Linked DNA regions of Mus musculus: regions 1 and 3 are each linked to region 2. Evidence: chromatin contacts called from public HiChIP or PLAC-seq and promoter capture Hi-C data. All regions are on one chromosome and are shown on one strand. Each heading gives the region's core, a stretch centred on a gene start, on an enhancer-like site or on the middle of the called end of the contact. The rest is flanking DNA. Distances are from core to core; before and after follow the strand shown.

Region 1 (2,700 bases), core at 195-2,694, 140 kb after region 2:
CTCACTCCTGATAGCATGTGCTCACCAGCTGCAGATCATAGCTCCTCTGGACCAGTTCACAGGAGCCACACTCATTCACTGGAGAAGCAGGCTTTTGATGGGGCCTTTTGGCTGGGAGCTTTGTGGTGATAGGAGGGCACCCTAATAGGTTGAGAGAGAATGGGTCAATTGATGACCACAAGGACACCAAAGGCACGGTGCAAGGGTAGGGATATGTGTCTCTCTGAGGAAGGTGGACCTGGGAGGTGTGAAGAATGGATGCACAAGTTGGTTCCAGGAAGCCAGCAGTCTCTATGACAAAGAATTCAAGGCTCTGAAAAGCCAGGCCATTGTGTGCCTGTTCCTCAATAACTGTATCAAACCTCGGGACCGGGCTGTTTCCTTATACCTGGTGCTCCTGATTCATCTGGGTTGGGACACAACAACTGTACCCTGAGGGGAAGCCACCTTCCTCCACCTCCTCATTGAAGAGAGAGGCTGGGCCAAAGATGCTTAGAGAAATAGCTGGGCTGGGCAGTGGTGGCGCACACCTTTAATCCCAGCACTTGGGAGGCAGAGGCTGGCGAATTTCTGAGTTCAAGGCTACCCTGGTTTACAGAGTGAGTTCCAGGACAGCCAGGGCTATACAGAGAAGAGAAACCCTACCTCTGAAAACCAAAGGGAAAGGAAAAGAGAGAGTGTGTGAGAGAGAGAGCAGGGTACATTGGGGTACGAGGAGGTCACCCTTCGTCAGAGTCCTTGAACAAGTCCCACCATTGCACTCCTCTGTCCCCTGGAAAGAACTGAAGGGAGATAATTTCTAAACTGTAGCATGGGGGAAGTCCTTACCCCTACCCAAGGTCCTGATGGGGTCTCTGCCCTCTACCACCCCACCCACCCACAGGCCCTCCGGACCCTGGTGCATCCCAGCCGCTGCTCACCTGGCTGCTGCTGCCCCTGCTCCTCCTCCTGTTCCTGCTTGCAGCCTACTTCTTCAGGTAGGAGTGTCCCCAGGCGCTGACGTGCTCTCACCAGCTCCTATGAGGAAATGAGTGTGCTGGAGGCTGGGGGTGTGGGCCCAAACAGCTCAGACAGCGGCTGGCCAGGCCTGAGCTGCCACACAGCTCAGCCATGAGCAGCAGAAAGAACTTTTCCCGGCTCACCTGGTGGGTATCACCACACTCAGGGCTTGGGGGTTCCCGCGGTGCTGAGACCTAACACATCTTGTGTGTGCCTTTAAGGTTCCGGAAGCAGAGGAAGGCCGTGGTCAGCAGCAACGACAAGAAAATGCCTAACGGGATCTTAGAAGAGCAAGGTATTGTACACTGGGCTTGGTACAGCGGGCAGGCATGGGGCTGTCACTCAAGCTTGCCACTCTCTCCAGCTCCTCCTGGGCTCACGCTGTCACTTGCTAGTAACCCAGAATCTCTGTTTCGGAACTTAGTGTGAGAGGTCGTTTTTTCCCTGCAAGAGAGCGGATGTCTGAGACATTTCAGTTTGTGAGGTTTTTTTTTTTTTTTTTTTTTTTTTTAAAGAGACCACTCATATCCTGTCGGTTTAGCAGGGCTTTGCCAAGTCACATTTCTCACTGAAGCCTTTGAAATCACCCCGTGATAGGGCTCTAACTCATGGTGAGGAGTGTTCAGATGTGACGGTACTACCTCAGGATCAAGCTGGAAAGGGCACTGCTCTGCCAGAGCTCATCGCTCTTGAGAAGGAGTGCCAGTGAGGGGACATGCCTAACTTAGATTCCAGCTGTGTCCTAACTTGTAAACGCTGCTTATGAAAGCTTGTTTTTCTCTCCTCTCTGTGTGGTTTCAAAGGTGCAGGCTCTAGCTGAGTCGGGGTGGCATGGGCTTCTAATCTCAGTATTCGAAGGCACTTGTTGAGGCAGAAGCAACACAGGTTCAAGGCCAGACTGAGCGACGTAACAAGATCCATCTTCAAATGGCCAAGGGACCTGGGGATACAGCTCAGTGGCGTAGCACCTGCCCAATATATGCCGAGCCCCTGGTTTTTAGTGACGATTTAAAACACAAAACGCTGGCTCACAGCAGTGGTTCCAGCTTTCTGTTCTAACTTCCTGCAGAGCTTTGCCTGCCTTGAGGTAACGTGCATGCCGTCAGAACTCAAGCGACACTTTAGAACTCCCCCAAGGTAGTAAAGGAACTAACACAACCCCACAGATGGGAAGGCTATGGGCAAGAGAGGGCTCAGCTGAGCGGTAGCATTGCAGGGCTTGGGGGACCTGCACATCCGCATAGACAGGTCTGGTGCATCTGCAGTCTGCAACCTGCCCTTCTCGCCTCCCCGCACATCCCAAAAGCCAGTGCAGAGGGAAGAGTGTGGCTGGGAGGGGCAAGAAGGCAAAGGCTTCTACCAGCTCATCTGGCTGCAGCCGAAGGGTGTCTCAGTGAGCTCTGCAGGTGGGACAGGGCCTTTTGCAAAGGTGACAGCTGACTTATTCTACTGATCTTATGGAACCAGCTCCCTCTCTGTGAAGAGAGAAATGCCAGTCCCCAGCAGCCCTTTGTAGTGTCCTCTCCTCCCGTGCTTCAGAGATGGTTTGTTTCTCTGCATTGTAATGCATGTGATTTAAGGAAGCGGGTCTATGCATTGCCAAAAAGGGGAGGCTGCAAGACAGAGATCCTGGCAGTCCCCCCATCTGCTCTGAGTGTATACCCAGAGCCCTGTGATTACTCTTCTCTGGATCTAGTATCA
Region 2 (2,700 bases), core at 30-2,529:
ACTAGGCAGTTCTACTATGAGAGCACTGCTTCAGCCATGACATTGAGGTGGTGGTAATGTGTTTGTTAGCTTGGTTGGAGTTCAGCTGGGAAACATGTCCAGAGGAGCCTTTCTAGCTCATCACCACCATCATAATATCCATCCCCATCACCCACTCAATGTATTTTGCCAAGTGAATGCTAAAAACGAGTATTTCTACAGAACTCTCCAGAAATATAAAATCCCCATGTAACAACTGATATAAAAGTTTGTAAAATAATAATGTTCACAAAAATGATTTCAGGGGAGTTCTCTATAGTGTTCCTCATGACCCACACTCTTGGGAACTGGACACTGTTAGAGTTAATGTTTATATGATTTTTCACCATTTATTTATTTATTTATTTATTCATTCATTCATTCATTTTACACAGGCTTTCTCCATTAGTTAGTTAATTTATTCATTTTACATGGGAATGTTTAAAAGAATAAACTCAATAAAATTAAAAAGAATAAAAACACCTTTAAGCATCCCAGCATTTCTGCCTCTTTACTCATCTTATTTCTCAAATGAGGAAGCAGATAGAAGCAAACCACAGTTTCGCCTGCCCCTTTGTCTGCAGCAGATCATTTTCAAAGCTGCTGTCAGCCTTGTTTGAGGTCAGAGCTGGCAGCAGAGCCAAAGCTCCCTGTCTCTGGGCCACTATTCATTTACATCTGTGTAGGAAGCCCTTGAGAGCTCCCATGGCTCCCATAGTTCCATTCTGCCTGTCGCCTGTCATATGGACTCCCTGTCCACTGCTCCGTAAGCACGGCATTGACTGTCCTCTTCCTTACTCCTCTCCAGTCTCTGCGTCCTCTGTGCTGTGACTGCTCTGTGAACTCTTGCTTGCAGAGGAACCACTGGACCTGAGTTTCTGACACACAGCATTTGCTCTCTCCGCCATACCAATGGCCACCAGCAGAATAATCTCTAGGTACCACTATGACGGCATCATGAAAAAGTGAATCTAGTTTAAACCCAGGACCTCTTTGTGAAACCAGGGAAGAAAACGTGCAGTTTGCACGCCAATGAAACTGGTTATAGTTCTAATCAAAAGATGAATGTCTACCCATATCAACATTGTAAGAATCTAGCACACTCAGTAACTAAAATGACATGTGCCTGGGTTAGCTGAGTAGAGTCCAAAGTCTAGTCCTGGACATGTAGTTCTGACTTTTACAGCCACTGTATACACACATGGGGCCACTGTCAGCTTCTCTGAGAGCATGACTCATAATTCTGCTCAGCCTCTTGCTCACTGTGGGACAACCCATACCCAGCCAAGCCAGCCTGACTCACAGTGGCTCTACTATAAACGGGGCTGACAAGAAAGCCGTGTGTACCTTTGCTGCCAGGTCTCCCTCCATAGGATCTCCGGTGTGCAGTGTTTAGGTGAGCATACAGTGTGCATCTGGGAAACAGTGAGAGCCATGGGTGTGGCATTGACTGAGGAAGGGGACTCCAGGGACAGCACAGTGATCTACCTGAGACCCATATTAGTCCAAGCAGCTGTGTCTCAAGAGAAGCAGACAGGTGGCCAGTCCACTAGGGGCCAAGGCAGCCAGAGATATGTGTTCTGCTTAACAGGAAAGGATTAACAAGCAGGAGGGAAGTCTTCAAGAGTGACAATGACAATGACTGGCTAGAAAATATGGAGCATGTCTCCTTCCTTTTAATAAACATTTAACATCAGAATGAATCTTGGCAGTGTGGAGCCTGCTATAAATACCTCCTTCCTCCTTTGCTGGGTGTATAGGGTACTCTGTAGGAGAGACCCCCTTCCAGCTCAGATGAGTGAGCATCCAAGTCCACCTAAAGGCTCACTAAGACAAATGGGTATCTTTGCCTGAAGAAGCTGAATGAAGGAGATGTACAAACAGGATAGAACAGAGCATGGCATCCTGGTCTATGTGTAAAAGTTCATCAGGAATGCCACACATCCTCTTGGACAGAAACCAGGAGCTTGGTAGTTGTGTCAATGACTGTTCGCAGCACTAGGTCACATGTGCGTGGAAGAGCCTAAGAGCTGTTTTCAGTTCTGCTGCTAAGCTTAGGTTTTCTGTGTGTTGCCTGTTCCCATACAGAACTGAGGGACCTGTGTAGCCTGCGGAATCCAACAGCGACCATGTTGGTGTCTTTCTCTCCTTCCACACAAACTACAGACTCCCAGTTCCGGGGATGGAGCACGGCCCTTGGCATGAGCTCTCAGGTCCTTCTCACCAGGCCAGGGTGTGACACTATTGCTGCTCTTTCGTCTCTTTGGTGACTCCCGGAAGCCTGGCTCCAAGGATTCCCTGTTTGGTGCCTGTTATCCATGGTTGCCCCTCCTGTTACTCACTCATGTCTTTCTTGTGAGTAAGGAGCTAAGGGAGTGGCAACACCTCGGACTCTGCCACTTCCCACAGTTGGCAGTGAGATGGCAAAGCTACTCATTAATGTAGTTGCGATAGCCAGACATCCAAGTACTGAGAGAGCTGAGACTCCTGAGCGATCACACATTTCTCCAGCTGCATGAGGGGTCAGCTTTCACACATGGCTGATGACCTTGTTTGAGGGCACCTCCCCAAACAGAACCCCAAAGAGTTTCTGGGGTTCTGGTTGCCTGGTAGGGAGAGGATGGGGTTGCTAAGAGACCAGGGAGACCTACTCCTCTCCCAGCTGAGATGTTAGCCCTGTTT
Region 3 (2,700 bases), core at 186-2,685, 210 kb after region 2:
CTGTCTGCTTTCCTATGAACCTCTGGAGTCTAAGCATACCTCTTACAATAAATACCACATAACCAAATGCAAATTGATTTAAATTTTTTTAAACTTGTTAAAAGTATATTTAAGTAATATTGCAGAATAATCAAAATGAATGACACTTGTGACAAGAATTTGTACTCTCTTCTTTTAAACAACAACAAAGTTATAGAAAGTTCTTTACTCTGACAGGAAGTTCTTACTCTCAAGAAAACAGAGGTTTTGGGTTTCAAAACACCAGGCAGAAAGACCATATGTTCGAACCCCGTTTTACGGAGCAAAAAGATCACCACAATCCATACTAGATACAAAAGACCACAGACATTCTGGACCAGATACTTCCTCGACTGTCAAATACACCATGTCTCTGTCCTTACTCAGCAGTACTAACTAACGGCAGGCACCTCTCCCAGGGTGACATGAAAATCTGTCACCAGACTTTGTCAAATGTCTGAGAACTACCATTCTTGCCAGATCGCCATCTTCCTACCACTCATCCTGTGCCACACACTGATTGATCTTAAGTGTCAGTCGCCATATGGGACCCTAGAGATGTAACCATTAACAAGGCAGACCTTGTCTTGGAATTTAATCTACTGGGAGACAAACAAAACAATCTAAAACCTAGTCACCAATCTGCATGGTGTTAGGAAAGACGAGTTTTCTTAAAAGCATCCTCTCAAGTAACATTTCAAACGCGGCAGAAAGCCATAAGGGTCAACGTTTGCAGAAGTGGCAACACCAGCCACTGCCTGGAAGGCCTCAGGGAAGATTGCCATCCGACCGACGGGGGAGGGTGAGAGGGGACTCTCCCAGAGCACCCGAGCAGGGTTCTCCTATCTGATGTTTCCCGAAACATCCAGAGCCACAGCCGGCTGCCTGAGAACGACAGTGCGGAAGTTGCGGGACACCGACGTCAGCCTCGCGTCTACCGAGTGTAAAATCCCGATTCCATTTGGAAGCTCCCAATGCATGAGCGTGACTTCCGAACAAGCCACAGGGACAACCCTGTCAAACGCAGAGGGGGGTTGGGCCGCGGGGTCGCCGCCCCGGGTCACCTCAGCCCCGGCGCGCACTCACCTTCCAAACAGGCAGGAGCTGAGGCTCAGCGGGAAGTGTGCGCCGTCATCGCCGCTCCGCTTGATGGTGACCAGGTGAGCCGAGGACGCCATGGTCCGCCCGGCCGTCGGGACTGCGGACCAGGGCGGAGAAGCCTCTCGGTGAAGCTCGCAGTCGCCCCGCCGGGCCGCTCCTCAGCTGGTCCAGTCAGCGCAAGTTAGCTCTGGCCGCCGCTCACCGGGCGCAGCCCGCGTCGGAGCCCTCGGCTCCTTAGCCGCGGAGGACCGACCACGGCCACCCGCGGCCTTCGCTCCGCCCCGACCAGACCCGCACTCCCGCCGCCCGCGTCCCAAGTGCCCGCCACCCGCCACCCGCCGCCCCGTCCAGCCCCGACTGTCCGCCTAGGCGGTTCCGCGCCAAGGCTCGCCCGCCGCAGCCCGCCCGATTCAAACCAAAACGGCGGTTCAAATTCTGGCGCTAAGTGCTGCGATTGGGCCAGGCGGCCAGCCAGAGACCAATGGCGAGGGCGACAGAGGATTGGGGAAGTCCAGAGGTGGGGCCAGGCTGCGAGCCTGGGGGGGGGGGGGGGGGTGGAGCCGGAAGGTGGGAGGGGCCAGGCCGGTAGGCGGGGCCGGGCCAGAAGCTGGCTGGAGAAGCGGAACCCGAGCGGAGATAAGCTCCGGAAGGCGGGCAGGGTGGGGCTGGTGGGCGGGCCACTGCTGCTCTAATAGGCAGGGTAGAGGGTCCCAGCTTTTTCAGTGTCAGCAAAACTAGCGTGGCGACCTGTAGGAAGCTACCTGTAGGCTCCCTCTCCAGAAATCAAACACCGACAACGCCGCATCTTGCTCAACGCTAGAAGCTTTCTATTTTTAAAATTTATACCCTTCCTCTGCCGTTTCTGCAACACCTCATACGCAACCTAAGGTTGTTTCTCCTGCCTTTTCAGTATCCCTCAAACTGTCCTTTAAAAACTGGGGGACATCATTATAATTCATTCTACAGTCTCCCTGCTTAATGAACACTGAGGCAGTGGCACGGTTTTTCCGAAACCATAACTTAAGAGTTATTGCTGCGGCACGGTTAAGTTTGCAATGCTTTGCTGTTTCAGGGGGAAATGCCGATTAAAATAACCTGTGCAAGACTGCACCTGCAAATCCTAAAATAGGGCTCCTGGGGCACCAGTTGGGGTTATCTGAGGCCAGGTGCCAGTCAGATGAATATAGAGTACCTATGTTTTCCTGTCCTCTTTTTTCATGCTCCCTCCTCCTGTTCCTGGATCAGTGTTCTTCCAGTAGGGTGTTGTAAAAATTCCGCTTCTGGGGCAATAGAACCAATGTCTACCCTCTCCTCAAGGTCTCAAGGACAAGCCTGAAGTATGAAGCCATGAAATTTCACTCTGGGGAACGAGTGTGTTATACCACCCTAACCCAGGCTGATTAGTTATAGCATACCTCTTGGCCTCTAAACCTAAACCTCTGGTCAGGACTTCAAAAATATATTTAGGGTGCCATTGGGCCCCTTTGCTCCTATTCACAATGGGGCCACATGAATACACCCCCTTTCTGTGCTTCTCACTGTTGCCTCCTCTTTAATTAGCCTACTGAGGATGGGTGGTCC

The links. Promoter capture Hi-C pulls out the DNA fragments that hold promoters and counts their contacts. HiChIP or PLAC-seq counts read pairs in DNA pulled down with a chosen protein or histone mark.
Region 1: a promoter capture Hi-C map of the SN4741 cell line shows a contact between it and region 2, with 2.4 times the contacts expected there. The contact joins the promoter of 5830432E09Rik here to the enhancer-like site in region 2. A contact is called at or near these places in 25 of 39 promoter capture datasets (the 3T3-L1 cell line, 3T3-L1-derived adipocytes, the HPC-7 cell line and 17 more), 2 of 484 Hi-C or Micro-C datasets (cranial neural crest and embryonic fibroblasts), 7 of 115 datasets of contacts at active chromatin or transcription factors (the HPC-7 cell line, PVALB interneurons, acute myeloid leukemia and 4 more) and 4 of 9 other capture datasets (adipose tissue, liver, macrophages and 1 more).
Region 3: a contact with region 2 is called in a FOXA1 HiChIP or PLAC-seq map of pancreatic cancer cells. The contact joins the promoter of Mki67 here to the enhancer-like site in region 2. A contact is called at or near these places in 7 of 39 promoter capture datasets (the HPC-7 cell line, the SN4741 cell line, hematopoietic stem and progenitor cells and 3 more), 2 of 484 Hi-C or Micro-C datasets (the G1E-ER4 cell line and LSK cells), 2 of 115 datasets of contacts at active chromatin or transcription factors (acute myeloid leukemia and pancreatic cancer cells) and 2 of 9 other capture datasets (adipose tissue and liver).

The regions. Positions count from the first base shown.
Region 1 is chr7:135,650,870-135,653,569 of GRCm38.p6, forward strand. 5830432E09Rik (RIKEN cDNA 5830432E09 gene) reads right to left here and starts at 1,445. Exons shown (of 3, transcript NR_015548.1): 1 at 921-1,445; 2 at 1-141. Ptpre (protein tyrosine phosphatase, receptor type, E) reads left to right here. Exons shown (of 21, transcript NM_011212.3): 4 at 884-977; 5 at 1,221-1,294.
Region 2 is chr7:135,508,187-135,510,886 of GRCm38.p6, forward strand. No RefSeq gene overlaps it. Among named protein-coding and RNA genes, the nearest start is that of Clrn3, 19 kb to the right of the region's middle. Within about 2 kb of position 1,280, at least 63 of the 459 cell types and tissues checked have an H3K27ac peak or open chromatin away from gene starts, as enhancers often do. A contact at or near this core is called in the HPC-7 cell line, the SN4741 cell line and pancreatic cancer cells, where this site is marked.
Region 3 is chr7:135,714,944-135,717,643 of GRCm38.p6, forward strand. Mki67 (antigen identified by monoclonal antibody Ki 67) reads right to left here and starts at 1,436. Exons shown (of 14, transcript NM_001081117.2): 1 at 1,105-1,436. The coding sequence starts at 1,196.